Linked DNA regions of Mus musculus: region 1 is linked to region 2. A link is a contact called in public HiChIP or PLAC-seq data. All regions are on one chromosome and are shown on one strand. The core of a region is the stretch at or near the end of the contact, and the rest is flanking DNA. Distances in the headings are between cores, read along the strand shown.

What was found. HiChIP or PLAC-seq counts read pairs in DNA pulled down with a chosen protein or histone mark.
Region 1: a BATF HiChIP or PLAC-seq map of CD8 T cells shows a contact between it and region 2, with 8 read pairs. The contact joins two enhancer-like sites.

The regions. Positions count from the first base shown.
Region 1 is chr12:54,368,425-54,371,124 of GRCm38.p6, reverse strand. No RefSeq gene overlaps it. Among named protein-coding and RNA genes, the nearest start is that of Gm35895, 19 kb to the right of the region's middle. Within about 2 kb of position 1,329, at least 49 of the 459 cell types and tissues checked have an H3K27ac peak or open chromatin away from gene starts, as enhancers often do. A contact at or near this core is called in CD8 T cells, where this site is marked.
Region 2 is chr12:54,291,912-54,294,611 of GRCm38.p6, reverse strand. No RefSeq gene overlaps it. Among named protein-coding and RNA genes, the nearest start is that of Gm35895, 58 kb to the left of the region's middle. Within about 2 kb of position 1,266, at least 52 of the 459 cell types and tissues checked have an H3K27ac peak or open chromatin away from gene starts, as enhancers often do. A contact at or near this core is called in CD8 T cells, where this site is marked.

The DNA of each region.
Region 1 (2,700 bases), core at 80-2,579, 76 kb before region 2:
AACAAATATCACTGATATTAGCTCCCTCAACACCAGCTTTTGGGTGTGTGTGGGTGTGTGTGTGGTATCTCTGGCCTTTGCATTAAAGAGATTAAAACGTGCTCTGCACATGTGTGTAGATAATTGACATGTCAGAATACTGTGTTTCTCTTTGAAGAAACTCTAGAAACGACTTAATTTTGATTTTGTTTCATTCTTTAGATGTACCTGGCCTCAGACAATGTATCTACTATAAGAGTCATGGGATAAGTTAACAGAGCCAAATTTTCCACAAAGTAAAATTGCATTTTTCCCTTCTGATTTTTGCTAAAATAAGTGCTGTTTAGGGTGGGTGAATGACGAAGGCCCCTCTTTATCCAGGCACCTGATCCTGAGTCCTGTAAACTGAAGTCTGTCTCATAGCAGCTTGGGTTGGGGGTGTGCAATCCTGTTCTGACATGTGCCACCTGACTGGTCTGCAAACAGAGCTCTTTCTTGCTTATGTTGCTCTGTGTTACTGTTGAAATCTGAGCAAGATTGTGCACTTCAAAGCTCTAGGATTTGGCTGTAACAGAGAGGGTGACCACCTCTTCTTGGCGACTTCTATGAACTGGAGTGGAATCTCTGTAACATAAAGAGGGCCAGTTCTCTTTAGCAGGTGTGATATAGTTAGTGTTTAACTTTTATCATTGTTACAGTTATGAACCCAAAGGATCAATCTGGTTTAGTTGTCGAAGGCAGATAAAAGTCTGTGCTTAAATTAAGAAAGATTGTTTATTCATAAACATATGACCAGGGGAGCTATCTGCTGCTCACCCTCTTGCGAGAAGGGAACTATTTCTCTTTTTACTTTTAAAAACTGACACATGGTTGGGTGTGGTGGCATAGACCTATAATTCTAGTGCTTGAGAGGCTGAGGCAGGAGAATTGCAAGTTTGAGGCCAGCTTGTGCTACGTAATAATTTACATATGTATGAGGCACGGTGGGATGATTTGATAATGTGTATGATGTGTAATGATCAGACTAGAGCAACTGGCATTCCTATAGCCTTCACTGTTCAGTATGTCTGTAGCCTGGGAGCCTAAACCCCTTTTCTCTTACTTCTTTATGAAATGCATAACAATTATACATAATAGATGGTAAAACAGTCACCCTACTATGCAGCAGTACAGAGAACATACTCTCATGTAAGTTTTTGAAAGAATGCATTCACCAGGAAACTAGTATACTGGCCCACTTCAAAAGGCTTTGGCATCTGCGTTTGTTGGCCCAGGGCTTGTTGAAGCACTCAGGGCTCCTGGTGTGCAGTGTTCTACCCAGCAGCACTCTGCTTAGGGGAAGAGGCTACTACATACAAGACTCAGACATGAACAGTCTACACTGCCTCTCCTGTCCTAGCTCCCAACCCCATCCAGGACAGCCTACACAATATGGGAGTCCATTGCAAAAGATAAAAATGCAAAGAGTCCTTTGTTTACAAATCAATAGAGGCCAAAGAGATGTCTCTGTGGGTAGAGGTGCTTACTGCTAAGCCTGACCAATGGCCCAGCCCTCAGGACCCACAGAGTGGAAGAGACTGGAATCTCTAGACATGTCCCCCACTCTCAACAAATGCACAACTGTAAGAAAAAAAAAATCCAGAATTTAAAGATGATGACAGCAGTATATTAAGGTTGGGCTTTTATTCACAGATCTTCGGGTGATTCACAGGTCACAGGCAGCTGCAGCCCTCTGGGCTCTGACCTCATAAAGAAGATTGGGCAAAAAGGGAAATCCCCTTGGTTTTCTCAGAGATGATGCAGACAGAGTTTGCAGCACGTACTCGTGGGAGAGAGGCAGTTCCATTTGAGAGACCGGGTGTAGTGGCTATTCCTGGTTGTCAACTTGACAATATTTGGAATGAACTACAATCCGGAATTGGAAGGCTCACCAGTGACCCTTATCTGGAGGCTTGGAGATCCTTATCTGGATCTTGGTTTGAAGATCTTGAGCCATAGTGGCTATGGATTCCAGAAGATTGAATCTCCGAGTTAAGGAACACACCTTTAATCTGGGCTATGCCTTTCATCTGGGATTAAAGGTGTGGTGGAACACACCTTTAATCTGGGCTACACCTTTTGCTGGAGACAATATAAGGACATTGGAAGAAGGGAGTCTAGCTCTTGCTCTTGCTCCTTCGCCTGTTTGCTGCGTGAGACTGAGTAACTGCTAGATCCTTGGACTTCCATTCACAGCTGCGACTGAACCATTGTTGGGAATTGGGCTGCCGACTGTAAGTCATCAATAAATTCCTTTACTATTTAGAAATTATCCATAAGTTCTGTGACTCTAGAGAACCCTGACTAATACAGAAGTTGGTACCAGGAGTGGTTCTAGAGTAACAGATGGATCATGGAGAATGACAGTTGATTACCGAAAACTAAATCAGGTAGTAACTCCAATTGCAGCTGCTGTACCAGATGTAGTTTCGTTACTTGAGCAAATTAACACATCTCCTGGCACCTGGTATGCGGCTATTGATCTGGCAAATGCCTTCTTCTCAGTACCTGTCCATAAGGACCACCAGAAGCAATTTGCTTTCAGTTGGCAAGGCCAACAGTATACCTTCACAGTTTTGCCTCAAGGATATATTAACTCTCCTGCCCTGTGTCATAATTTAGTTAGAAGGGATCTTGATCGTTTGGATCTTCCACAAAATATCACATTGGTGCACTATATTG
Region 2 (2,700 bases), core at 17-2,516:
ATTCGTGCTATTATTTCTTGCATGTGCAGGTCTGGACTCTCTCTTTCTCCCTCTCTCTCTCTCTCCCCCTCTCTCTCTTTCTCCCTCTCTCTCCATCACTTTCTCCAAATGGTTCACAGCACTCTTCATAGTGTAGATGACCTTTTGTGGACACGTAACTGTAGTTCAAGGTGAGTTGTATGAGATACTGAGACCATTCCTCCTTACTTATTATAACAGATACCCGAGGCTGGGGTTTTCCGGCTCATTTTACCTCCTGACTCAAGAGTGCAGCACCAGCTACAGACTGGCTCCTGGTGAACACCTTGTGTTGCTCCAGGCATGATAGAAAGGTGGAAAGACAAAGGCAAAGAGAGGAAAGGACGAAAGGGCTGACCCATTTTATATCAACAACACACTCCTGCAAGAACCGATCTACCCCTCAAAGACATCTTGATGGATAAAGGCTGGAAAGGTCCTGAAAGGACCACTGCCTCCACAGTACAGGCATCAGCTCCAACACTGGGTTTGGAAGGAACCAACTAGCATCCTTGGAGTTACTGATAGCTTTGTTTTCACAGAGTAGTCAGCATGGTACTCCTCAACAGCCCCGTGACTCACTTCCTGGCCCATATGAAGATGGTCCTTGCTCTCTTTTGAGACAGCCCTGCTAGAGGTCCTTGTCCTGTTGTCCTGTGAGAACTGGTGACCCCTGTGGCTGCTACCTGCTTTCCTGTCATCACCCCAGAATCTCCCAGTACTTCTGTCCTGGGTAGACTCTTCTCTCTTCTGGATTCTTCCTTCCTTCCGTGTTTTCTCCAGTTGATTGCACGTACCCCTTGCAGTGGCGAAAGGATGAGCATTGGCTTGTTTCTAGGTCAATATAAAGCATCAACACTGCGTTCATCATGGAGAGGGGTCAACAGGTCCATTGTGCTCTGCTGACTGTGAATTGTGGCCACTGAGAATTCAAAGTGAGAGCCTTCAGCCTACCTAAGGGGGACCCCTGAGGACTGTGGCAGGTGAGGAACAAGCAGCCATCAGTCTCATTTCCCTAGTCTCTTTGCTCAGGCCTCTCTGTCTGATGTGTAGCTTGCAAGTTATCAGATGTGACTTCAACCTCCCTTGCTACATTTCTTTCAGGACAGAGACTGAGCCCGTGACAGGTGCTGGGACTTTGTGGTGGCTTTTGAAATGGTTACAGTGACTCATCTCAGGACATGCTTTTGTCTCCCTTCTGATCGCCTCCAGTTTCCTGCTCACCCATCTGTGTCTGTGTGTGTTTCCTCATTTCCTATCAAGAGGCTGACTTCTAGCTTTGTGAGCAAACAGAGCAAACAATGGCAGAGATGGCTTGGGGTAAGGTGGGAGGGAACTCCCCTCTGGATGGTGATCCCATGAGCACCAGGCCTTTCTTAGTACCAGGACAGCTCCTCTCTGAGGTGTGGGTCAATTTCCCCTCCATCACACCCTGGCAGAATCCCTTTCTTAATGTTGCCGGCTAGTCTGGTACATTGTGAGAGGCAAGCTTGCTCTCTTAGCTCTCGCTTGTATGCTGGGACCACTTCTGCACATTTCCGTTCTGGAAAGCATGCATCACTCTACATTTAGTAGCAGTTATTCAATAGTTGTGATTGATGGGAGCTACACCGGAGAGGATGCTGAGAACTGCTGACCCACAGTGCTTCAGACAGTGCCAAGGTCCTCCAAGAATGCATGCTGAAATGAATTATACATTTAGACCCACTAATGCTGGAGTGAGAATGCACCTTAGAGACCACATCCCCTGGGCCCTCTTTTTGACAGACAAGTATCCCATGGCCCAAAGAAAGTGCTTTCTCACAGCTGCCCAGCCAGGTTGGGTTTGCCTTTGGTGGCTGCCAGTTGGATCCTGGTCCCCTATTTCATCTGATCTTTGTTCTCTTTCTGAACCTTACAGTAGTAGCTCTCAGGTTAGCAAAGATCTTTCTGAAAGGATACAGCTCTCCATCACTTCTAGTTGTCTGTGGCAGTGGTTCTCAGCCTGTGGCTCTCAATCCCAGTCGCGTACCCAGTATCCTGCCTATCAGATATTTACATTACAATTCATAGCAGTAGCAAAATTATCATTATGAAGTAGCAAAGCCTTACCTTTATAGCGGGATCACAACTGCGTGAGAAACTGTATTAAAGGGTCTCAGCATGAGAAAGGTTGAAAGCCACTGATCTATGGTTCCAGCTTCCTTCTTGACTGCAGGCAGACTCTGACTACCTTCTGCTGAGAATCCATGGCCTCCCAGAAAGGCTGTGTTCAAAGTCCTCCCCCACAAGCTTCACAGTAGAATATACACTAATGGAAATTGGCAGATGAACTCTCCAGTCATATTTTCTTTGGAAATTGCCCCCACTAGATCCCTTTCTTTCTAAGGAAGTGTTTTGCTTTTTTAATTATAATCTGTACCTCAGTCATTCAATCTGGAAACCTGATATTTTTCTACTCATTCTCTGTTCTGACAAGCAAAGTGCTTTGTTTTTTCTTAAGAACCATTTTTTTTTTTGTCCAGGCCACTCTCATCTACTTAGAACAACCCTTTTGGGGTACAGCCAGCACCAGTGGGAACACCCAAGGCACATGAACCTGTGTGCCCCTTACACCTTTCAGTCTTCCTCACTGTTCCACACAGGGGCAGTGACATTTCATCCTGTGACTGCCAATGAGGCATCGTCTCAGAACCCTTCCTC